3 separate regions of the Mus musculus genome follow, and all the other regions are linked to region 3. Evidence: chromatin contacts called from public HiChIP or PLAC-seq data. All regions are on one chromosome and are shown on one strand. The core of a region is the stretch at or near the end of the contact, and the rest is flanking DNA. Distances in the headings are between cores, read along the strand shown. Region 1 overlaps Iqcg (IQ motif containing G). Region 2 overlaps Lrch3 (leucine-rich repeats and calponin homology (CH) domain containing 3). Region 3 holds the start of Muc20 (mucin 20).

Region 1 (2,700 bases), core at 55-2,554, 220 kb after region 3:
CATGCACATCTGGAAGTTCACAACCATCTGTAACTCCAGCTCCAAGGAAGCTGATGCCTCTCCGGGACTCAAGTGCACACACCCACACACAGACACACAGACATGGTCAAGTGCACACACCCACACACAGACACACAGACATGGTCAAGTGCACACACCCACACACAGACACACAGACATGGTCAAGTGCACACACAGACACACAGACACACAGACATGGTCAAGTGCACACACAGACACACAGACACACAGACATGGTCAAGTGCACACACAGACACACAGACATGGTCAAGTGCACACACCCACACACAGACACACAGACATGGTCAAGTGCACACACCCACACACAGACACACAGACATGGTCAAGTGCACACACCCACACACAGACACACAGACATGGTCAAGTGCACACACCCACACACAGACACACAGACATGGTCATAATTCAAAGTCAAAATGAATCCTAAAAGTAGTTTCCAGAATCTGGACCTGATCATGCTGTCATTGTTGATATCTGCAAGTTCACAGAAAACTTTTATGAGGTAGTTCACTAGCTCACACAGGCTTGATTGCTATAATCCCAATAGCCAGGAGGCTGAGGAGAAAAGGGCACTGCAGACAACACAGTGAGTCCCAGGGCAGTCAGGGCTCTGGAGAAAAATCTCCTCTCTCTCTCTCTCTCTCTCTCTCTCTCTCCTCTCTCTCTCTCTCTCTCTCTCTCTCTCTCTCTCTCTCTCTCTCTGTCTCTCTCTCTCACACACACACACACACATATATATTTTTTTTTCTTCTAACTTGCTTTGTCCCTTTCACTTTTTATAAGCAACTTCTATTGGAAAGCATCACACAGCCAGGGCTGACTCACACCAGGGTGTCGAGCCGTGCAGAGCATTTAGAAATGCCCTGCCTGCACAGCTGCCTCCCCTTGGGTTAGGCGTGACCTCGGATCCAGTGTCTGGACAGAGGATTCCTTCCACTGCTCCCGTCCTCCCCAGACCAGGAGGCAGGCTTGCTCTTTTCCTTGTTTCCCTGCACTGTGGACTCTAAGCACGTCCTCACCCACCTGCTGCGGGACCCCAGCCGGTGCCGGGACCCCACCCTCCGGGACCCCACCCTCCACCGCTGCCTCCAGGCCTGAGTGTCCTACCTTCACGATGCTCCTCAGCTCCAGGTCATCCTGCTCCAGCTTCTTCCGGGTCTTCTCCTTTTCTATCCGGTCCTCAATAATGACCTGCTCGTACTCCCGGATCTGCACAAGGACACGGACACAGGAGCAGGGCAGGCCACAGCCCAGCCAGCCCTGCGTGCCCGTAACTCTAGACAGAGACGGGAGACTGACCAAAGTTCAAACTCAATCTCGCCACACAGCAAGTGTATGTCTCAAACAAACAAACAAAATCCTGCTGGATTTCCACTAATTTCCACTGTAATAATGTATTCACATTATATAAATATTCCTCAACTTTTTTTTTTTTCAATTTAAACAATTCAAGCCGGGCAGTGGTGGCGCACACCTTTAATCCCAGCACTTGGAAGGCAGAGACAGACGGATTTTTGAGTTCCAGGCCAGCCTGGTCTACAAAGTGAGTTCCAGGACAGCCAGGGCTATACAGAGAAACCCTGGCTTGAAAAAAACAAAAAAACAAAACAACAACAAAAAATATCTCTCTCTCTCTCTCTCTCTCTCTCTCTCACACACACACACACATTGGTATCCTCCACATAATACTTTTAAAACTTTAATAGATATACATATGCAAATAGCCATGTTTTAAACTAGAAATTTAGGAACTTCAACATCAACCCAATGATGACGTCAAATTTTTAGAAACCAACATATAAATTGTCTTTAAAGATCATAAAATTGTCTTTTGTTTAATGCAGCATCTCTCTGAAGGAGTTTTAAATAATTTCTACCTAGAACTTAAGAAAAGTCTCTGGCCTGATCACTTCTGTGATCTCAGCATGCGGAAGGCTGAGATAGGAAGATCACTACATAGTAAGTTCCAGGGTAACCTGAACTACAAAGACTCGGTCTCAAAAAATAAAAGTGTGCTTGCAATAGAATCATTCCAGCACCAATGCCGTACGCACTCACTCGGTCATTGTCATCAGTAAAGAACCACGTTTACTCTGGTGGTTTACTCTGCTTTTGACTAAAACTGTCTTCCCAGACTCCCTCACTCCCACTCATATCCCAGTCACCCTGCCACCCCTTACCATCTTTGCCAGGTCTTGCAGGTGTACCAGGTCACTGGCCTTGGCAGCCTTGAGAGCATTTAACTCGTTCTGCTTTGCTTCTGTGTCTTTGTCAAATTTCTCCATCCAGAACTCTAGCTTCTCCTCAAGTTTCTACTTGGAAAAACACATTAAGACATGGTTCCCACCAGATATAAAATAACAGGACCGCAGGATGCCAGTTAGAGCAAGCTAGACCAAGCAAATTTTCCTACAGAGATCTGATCACAACAGACTTGGTGAGGAACCGAGGGTGGCCAGCCCAGATGCTGCCGTGTTCTTTGTGTCTGGTTGGTGTACTTTTCTGGGTGTAAGCCACTCCATTTTTAAAGGAGGAGAGGCACCTGTAAACTCAAAGCATATGACAACATGTACAAGACACTTTAAACTCAAAATCCCAGGATAGCGTATAGAGGTGGGCAAGAAGCCCCTCGCCTAGCTGAGAAGCTAATGGCAACTG
Region 2 (2,700 bases), core at 79-2,578, 180 kb after region 3:
TATACATAGATATTTTAAACCTATGTATATATTTGCTTACAGTTCTGAATATCCTTCTATTTTTGTTAATTGTGGTAAGGTTTGCCTATTTAAAGTACATATTTCAGTTGCATTAATTGTGTTCATAGAATTATACAATATTCTCTATTAATTTCTAAAACTTTTGCTTTTTCTTCTCCTATGTAGATTACAGTTTATATTCCTGTACTGTATGTTATCTAAAATTGGAAATGATGGTTTTTAATGTTTCTGCTTTTTAAGCCTACAGATGAATTTTCGGATCTGCCTCTTCGAGTGGCAGAGATTACCAAAGAGCAAAGACTGCGGAGAGAAAGCCAGTACCAGGAGAATCGCAGCAGTGTGGCGGTCACAAATGGTGGAGGTACACACGATTCTGATGACATTTAAAGCCTTCATGTGTGCCTTGTTATATAACAGGCTCTCCCTATAACCCTGGCTGCCCTCAAACCCCTTATGTAGCCAAGGATGGCCAGTCTTCTCCCAGCCCTGGGGGTACAGTTGTATCCCACCACACCTGGTTTTGTGGTGCTGAGAATTGAACCCAGGGCCGTGTGGGCCAGAGACAAGGACTTTACAACACAGCCCAGCTCCCACCTGAACTTTTTTGTTTTGATTTAAGGGAGTTTATTGTGGCTTAGGGTTCTAGAGGGATCCTGTCCCTCCTGATGAGGAGAGCTCGGCAGTAGACCACCATCAGTAGACTGGCAGTAGACTGGAAAGGCATGGCGACAGAAGTAGGAAGTTGCTGGTCTCCTTACCGTTTTTGAAGTGGTCTTTGTCACACCCACTCTTTAGTTTGCTTCTCTGTAGATCCTTCACCCTTCTGAAGACTTCTGTTTATATATGACCAAAAAAAAGTTTACCATTCAGATAAAATTCACTTTCTCTGTATTTTCAATTTATAATTTCTCTTTCATGTTTATTTGAGGGGAAACTTTAGGAAGAATAGATCTTTGTTCATCTTGATCTTACTACAGTCTTCTGAAGTAACATTGTCTCTTTTTAAGATTTTCCATTTTAAAGAGATTTCTTGAGCTCTTTTAGCAATCAATTGTGTTTGCTTGTATTTATTTTTAGCTTTTTGAAATAGTTATCTATTTATTATCAAGGGGTGTGCCACCACAGGTGTGGTGAGGGTAGGGACAACTTGCTCTCTCTTTCCACCTTGCAGGTCACAGGGATCAAATTCAGGTCATCAGGCATGGCAGCAAGTGTTTTTGCCTGCTCAGTCAGTTAGCTAACACTGTTTAAAACTGAGTTTTCACCCCAATATCCAGGCTGACCTCAAACTCCTGGATTCTAGTAACCTTACATCAGCCTCCTGAGCAGCTGGGGCCACAGGTGCCTGCCAGCATGCCCGTCTTCCTGCATAGCGTAGTGTTTCCTGTAGTGTTCTCTGGGGCTTCTGAATCTTATTCTAACACTTAGAACTTAGTAGTTTTAAATTAATAGAGTTCTGTCTGCTTCAATGTACTGCTGAAACAGGTTTTAGAATTGTACTCTATATTCTTTTAATTTGAGTTTTAAAGCCACATGTTGGCATTTTGAGGGCCAGTGCTGAGGGAGAAATTACATAGATTTTGTAGAAATGCATATGTTTTTGGAAGCGCTTCCATTTCTAACGATGTCAGTTACAGTTGTGATTTTGTCCTCTCTGGCTTACGTTCTTCTTTATTCCTTCACTTACATTCCATTCATATTTTAGTAGTTGTATTTTAGGTTTTGTTCTTACGTGAGTTATCTGTAGCACATTTCATTGAAGACTCAGGTCTGTGTCCACTACCCCATGTGGGTACTGAGTAGCTGAGATGCAGCCTCTGGAAGCTGGGGGGATTGCGTCAGTAGATCAAATGCTTGCTGAGATAAAATGGGGGCAGCGTTTTATCCCAAGCATCCTCATAAACGGCAGGCCTGGCAGCACACATCTGCAGTCCTAGCGCTTGGTGGGCAGAGACTGGCAGGTCCCTGATGCTTGCTGGCACCCACTTTAACCAAAGTCTTGAGCTCCGGAGTCCATGAAAAACTTCTGTTTCAAAAAATAAAGTTATGGACAAGTGAGGTGGCTCATTGGGTGAAGATGCTGTAACAGTTTTTCTGACTTGAATTTCATCCCTGAAACTCACATGACGGAAGGAAAAAAGCAGTTGCTGCAGATTCCCCCTGACATCTACACATGTGCCATGGCATACATGCCCCTGCCTCCATAAGAAATGTGACATCTGTTCTGCTGCATAGCATACATGCTCTCATCTCCACGTGTATGTCATGACATATGTGCCCCCTAAATAATAAATATGACCTCCACCTGTATGGCATGCATATGCGCCCCCCTGTAAAAAAATGTAAAAGGGAAAAAAAAAAGATCATTAGCTAAACTAAAACTAAAGTGGCTAACAGTGAAAACACCTGACATCAGCCTCTCCCCTCCACATGGACACACATGCACCTGTCATCACACGCACACTTGCATACATGCACACAGCACAGATAAACCCCACATACAAAGTTTAAAAGATGAAATGTGGCTTTTCTGAACTGAACTATAACTACAAAATCTTCATCAAATTTTGACTGTGCTGATCTGGATAGTATGAAAACCTGATGGTACTTTCTTAAGAAATAGTCTTAATATATAAACTATATTTTAGATGGAAAAATGTTTGATCTTAATAGACTTGT
Region 3 (2,700 bases), core at 158-2,657:
CACTGCTAGCAGTGCTGGCCCCGGGGTTAAATTCCTCCCTCTAAGCTGCAGTCCCCTTGCTTTTAGGTGGGTGGCAGGTCTTAGAGGTGCGCACCTTTCCTTGACGTTATTGTGAGGATTTAAAAGGCAATGTTGGACCAGCCCGATAGCTCAAGTGGGTAGAGCTGCTTGCTACCAAGCTTGGTGACCAGAAGTTAAGATTCAAACTGTCAGGTGGTCTCCACACACGTGTCAAGCATTTGTGGACTTTCTCTCTCTCTCTCTCTCTCTCTCTCTCTTTCTCTCTCTCTCTCTCTCTGTGTGTGTGTGTGTGTGTGTGTGTATCTGAACTCTGAACTCTGGGTTTGATTGAGAGATCCCAGGTCAAGGAATAAGGTGAGAGAACTTTCAAGGGTGATCCCAAAATCAACCTCCACACACACTGTACACATCTTCACACACAGCCAAACACATGTGAATCCACACATATGTAGAAACATTTCTCTTTCACACACATGCATAGAAAAATGGAAAATGGAAACATTGATAAATAAAGTGTATATAGCAAGTTCCATGCTGTCAGGGCAATGTGTCAAAACAAATAAATAAATACATACATAAATACTTATTTATTTATTTAGAAATTCTGTCAATAAACTTAAAAAATGGAATTTAAAAAAGTGATGCCCGGTGTGACATGTCAGTGTGTGGTCTCCGCTGTAGCAGTCCCCATGCCGTGGGGACGTGAACAGCAGGGGCTGTGTGTGGGAGGGACTGGATAAATCAGAAGTCTCAGTAGAATGCTGTTCAGTTTTACTATAAACCTAAAGTTAGCCTGAAAATTATCTATTTTAAAGTGTGTGTGATAGGTTTGGCACAGTGCCAGTTAGTAACAGATCACGGTTAGCTCCCATCTTTCAGAAAAGTCTGCCTCTCTCAGAATCTCCCCGCCCAAGCAGTTTGTGACAAACTTTTCATTCAAAAGGCAAATTTCAAAGAACAGCTGGGCTAGGTAACGATGTTGGAGGGAGCAGAGCTAAAATGATCACCAGCTGGCATCTCCCAAGCCCCTCCTCCCTCCACCCCACTATCCCATGACTAAAGAGTGACTCCCAGACTCCCTTACAGTGATGGCCACAGGGCCACCATGTGTAAGCTGACCCATCTGCCAGCCAGCACACTCGTCTATTCCTCCGGCCATTAATACAATTAACAAAAATGTCTCCCTTGCCCACAAAGAGCTGTCTTTGCCAGCACTGAAACCCAGAGCTCCACCAGGGAGGATCCCCGGGGGCTGTCCTGTTCCTTACCTGGAGAGCTCACACTGACGCCAACCTTCCAGCAGAAGACAAGGAGGGGCACAGCCAGGCCCCAGACAGAGCCCATCGTGCCTGGCCCTGACCACCGCTGTCTGCCGGACCTGCCTGCTGTCTCTCCTCACCACCCTTTCCTGCTTCCTCAACCCCGGGAGGAGGGGCAGACGACTGCCCAGGTGTGACTGGGTAGGTTCCAGGAGGCAGCCGGGTGACCACAAATGTGCAGGCTGACAGCAGGTTCATGGTCCCACTCCCCACCCTGACTCCCATGCCTTGCCTCTCTGATTTGAAGATATGGCATCAGTTCCATTCTGAAACCCTCCCCTGGCACTGAGAATGGCATGAAAGAGATGGTGTTTACCCCACTCACCCATACCTGGGGTCCCGGCTTCATGGGCAGACCCAAGTTTATCTACTGAGCCTAGATTTTATCAGTTCTAGGGACCAAGGGCAAATAAGAGAACATTTCTTAGCCCCAACTTCTTGATCTGTAAAATGGACACACTGTCTGACTCAGGACACCACCAAAGTTCTTACGCAACGTCTCCTATACATTGCTGGTGCTCAGAGAAAATGCATCTATCTCAGTAGCTCAAGATATAAGTGGGAGCCCTCAGCCTTGACCAGTCCATGTGAATGGTCCTGAGGTCTCAAGGGGACAGTGTCCCAGTGTGGGGGCAGGACTCTAACCTCTAATAGCTTTCTATATTAAAAATCCTGGGATTTTGCAGCGAAGTCCAAGGCAGGACCAGGTCCCCAGTCATGTTTGAGGATTCAGGATGCAGAGGATGGCATGATGCTCTGAGTCCAAGAGCCAGCAGAAGGAGATGACTTGGGGACACTTAGGAGATTAGTTTCCAAGGCAAGGAGTGATGTTATGGGCTGTATTTTCTATATGCCTCCCCCAAAACAAAGAGGACTCTGACCCCTCAAGGACCAAGGCCTAGTGCTCTTAGGGCCATACCCAGTGGCCAGACAAGGTTCCGTGGGCATTTTAAGTGCTTTTGGATGAAAAGCAGCTCTGGGATGGAGAAGACATCTCGGATCTGTGTCACAGAATCACAAAACTGAGAACAGGAAGGAAATGTAAAACTGTATCAAACGCTCTGTCCTTAACTGTGGGCAAAAAGCTGTGTGGTCTTAGACCAGTAGTTTGCCCTCTCTGGACCTCAGTCAGGAAGGCTTCTGAGGGCTTCTTGGCCCAGCAGTCTGAGATTGACTGCTGGCTATCTGACAGTATCATAGAGAACTTTAGTGGGCACTGTGGTGACAGGGCTTTCCCTCCTGGGAGGAGGAGCTGTCATCTTGGGGTGTGTCAGCCTCTTCAGAAGGGGCTCTGGAGTCTCTGTGAAGTAACCTGACACTGGAGTTGAGGGGCGTGGGGAGTAGTGGCAGGAACACAGTC

Evidence for each region. HiChIP or PLAC-seq counts read pairs in DNA pulled down with a chosen protein or histone mark.
Region 1: a contact with region 3 is called in an H3K27ac HiChIP or PLAC-seq map of embryonic stem cells, with 7 read pairs. The contact joins the enhancer-like site here to the promoter of Muc20 in region 3. A contact is called at or near these places in 8 of 39 promoter capture datasets (the 3T3-L1 cell line, the C10 cell line, cranial neural crest and 4 more), 1 of 15 datasets of contacts at CTCF or cohesin (large pre-B cells), 14 of 484 Hi-C or Micro-C datasets (B cells, MC3T3-E1-derived osteoblasts, bone marrow-derived macrophages and 7 more), 8 of 115 datasets of contacts at active chromatin or transcription factors (T-cell acute lymphoblastic leukemia, embryonic stem cells and pancreatic cancer cells) and 4 of 9 other capture datasets (adipose tissue, embryonic stem cells, liver and 1 more).
Region 2: an H3K27ac HiChIP or PLAC-seq map of T-cell acute lymphoblastic leukemia shows a contact between it and region 3, with 5 times the contacts expected there. The contact joins the enhancer-like site here to the promoter of Muc20 in region 3. A contact is called at or near these places in 7 of 39 promoter capture datasets (the 3T3-L1 cell line, cranial neural crest, embryonic stem cells and 3 more), 1 of 484 Hi-C or Micro-C datasets (embryonic stem cells), 3 of 115 datasets of contacts at active chromatin or transcription factors (T-cell acute lymphoblastic leukemia and embryonic stem cells) and 5 of 9 other capture datasets (adipose tissue, embryonic stem cells, embryonic tail and 2 more).

Annotation. Positions count from the first base shown.
Region 1 is chr16:33,018,292-33,020,991 of GRCm38.p6, forward strand. Iqcg (IQ motif containing G) reads right to left here. Exons shown (of 11, transcript NM_178378.3): 9 at 2,223-2,354; 10 at 1,150-1,251. Among named protein-coding and RNA genes, the nearest start is that of Iqcg, 37 kb to the right of the region's middle. Within about 2 kb of position 1,305, at least 42 of the 459 cell types and tissues checked have an H3K27ac peak or open chromatin away from gene starts, as enhancers often do. A contact at or near this core is called in T-cell acute lymphoblastic leukemia, embryonic stem cells and liver, where this site is marked.
Region 2 is chr16:32,975,468-32,978,167 of GRCm38.p6, forward strand. Lrch3 (leucine-rich repeats and calponin homology (CH) domain containing 3) reads left to right here. Exons shown (of 21, transcript NM_001081255.1): 8 at 262-382. Among named protein-coding and RNA genes, the nearest start is that of Lrch3, 63 kb to the left of the region's middle. Within about 2 kb of position 1,329, at least 4 of the 459 cell types and tissues checked have an H3K27ac peak or open chromatin away from gene starts, as enhancers often do. A contact at or near this core is called in T-cell acute lymphoblastic leukemia, where this site is marked.
Region 3 is chr16:32,796,028-32,798,727 of GRCm38.p6, forward strand. It overlaps Muc20 (mucin 20), which reads right to left and starts at 1,408. Exons shown (of 4, transcript NM_146071.2): 1 at 1,290-1,408. The coding sequence starts at 1,365.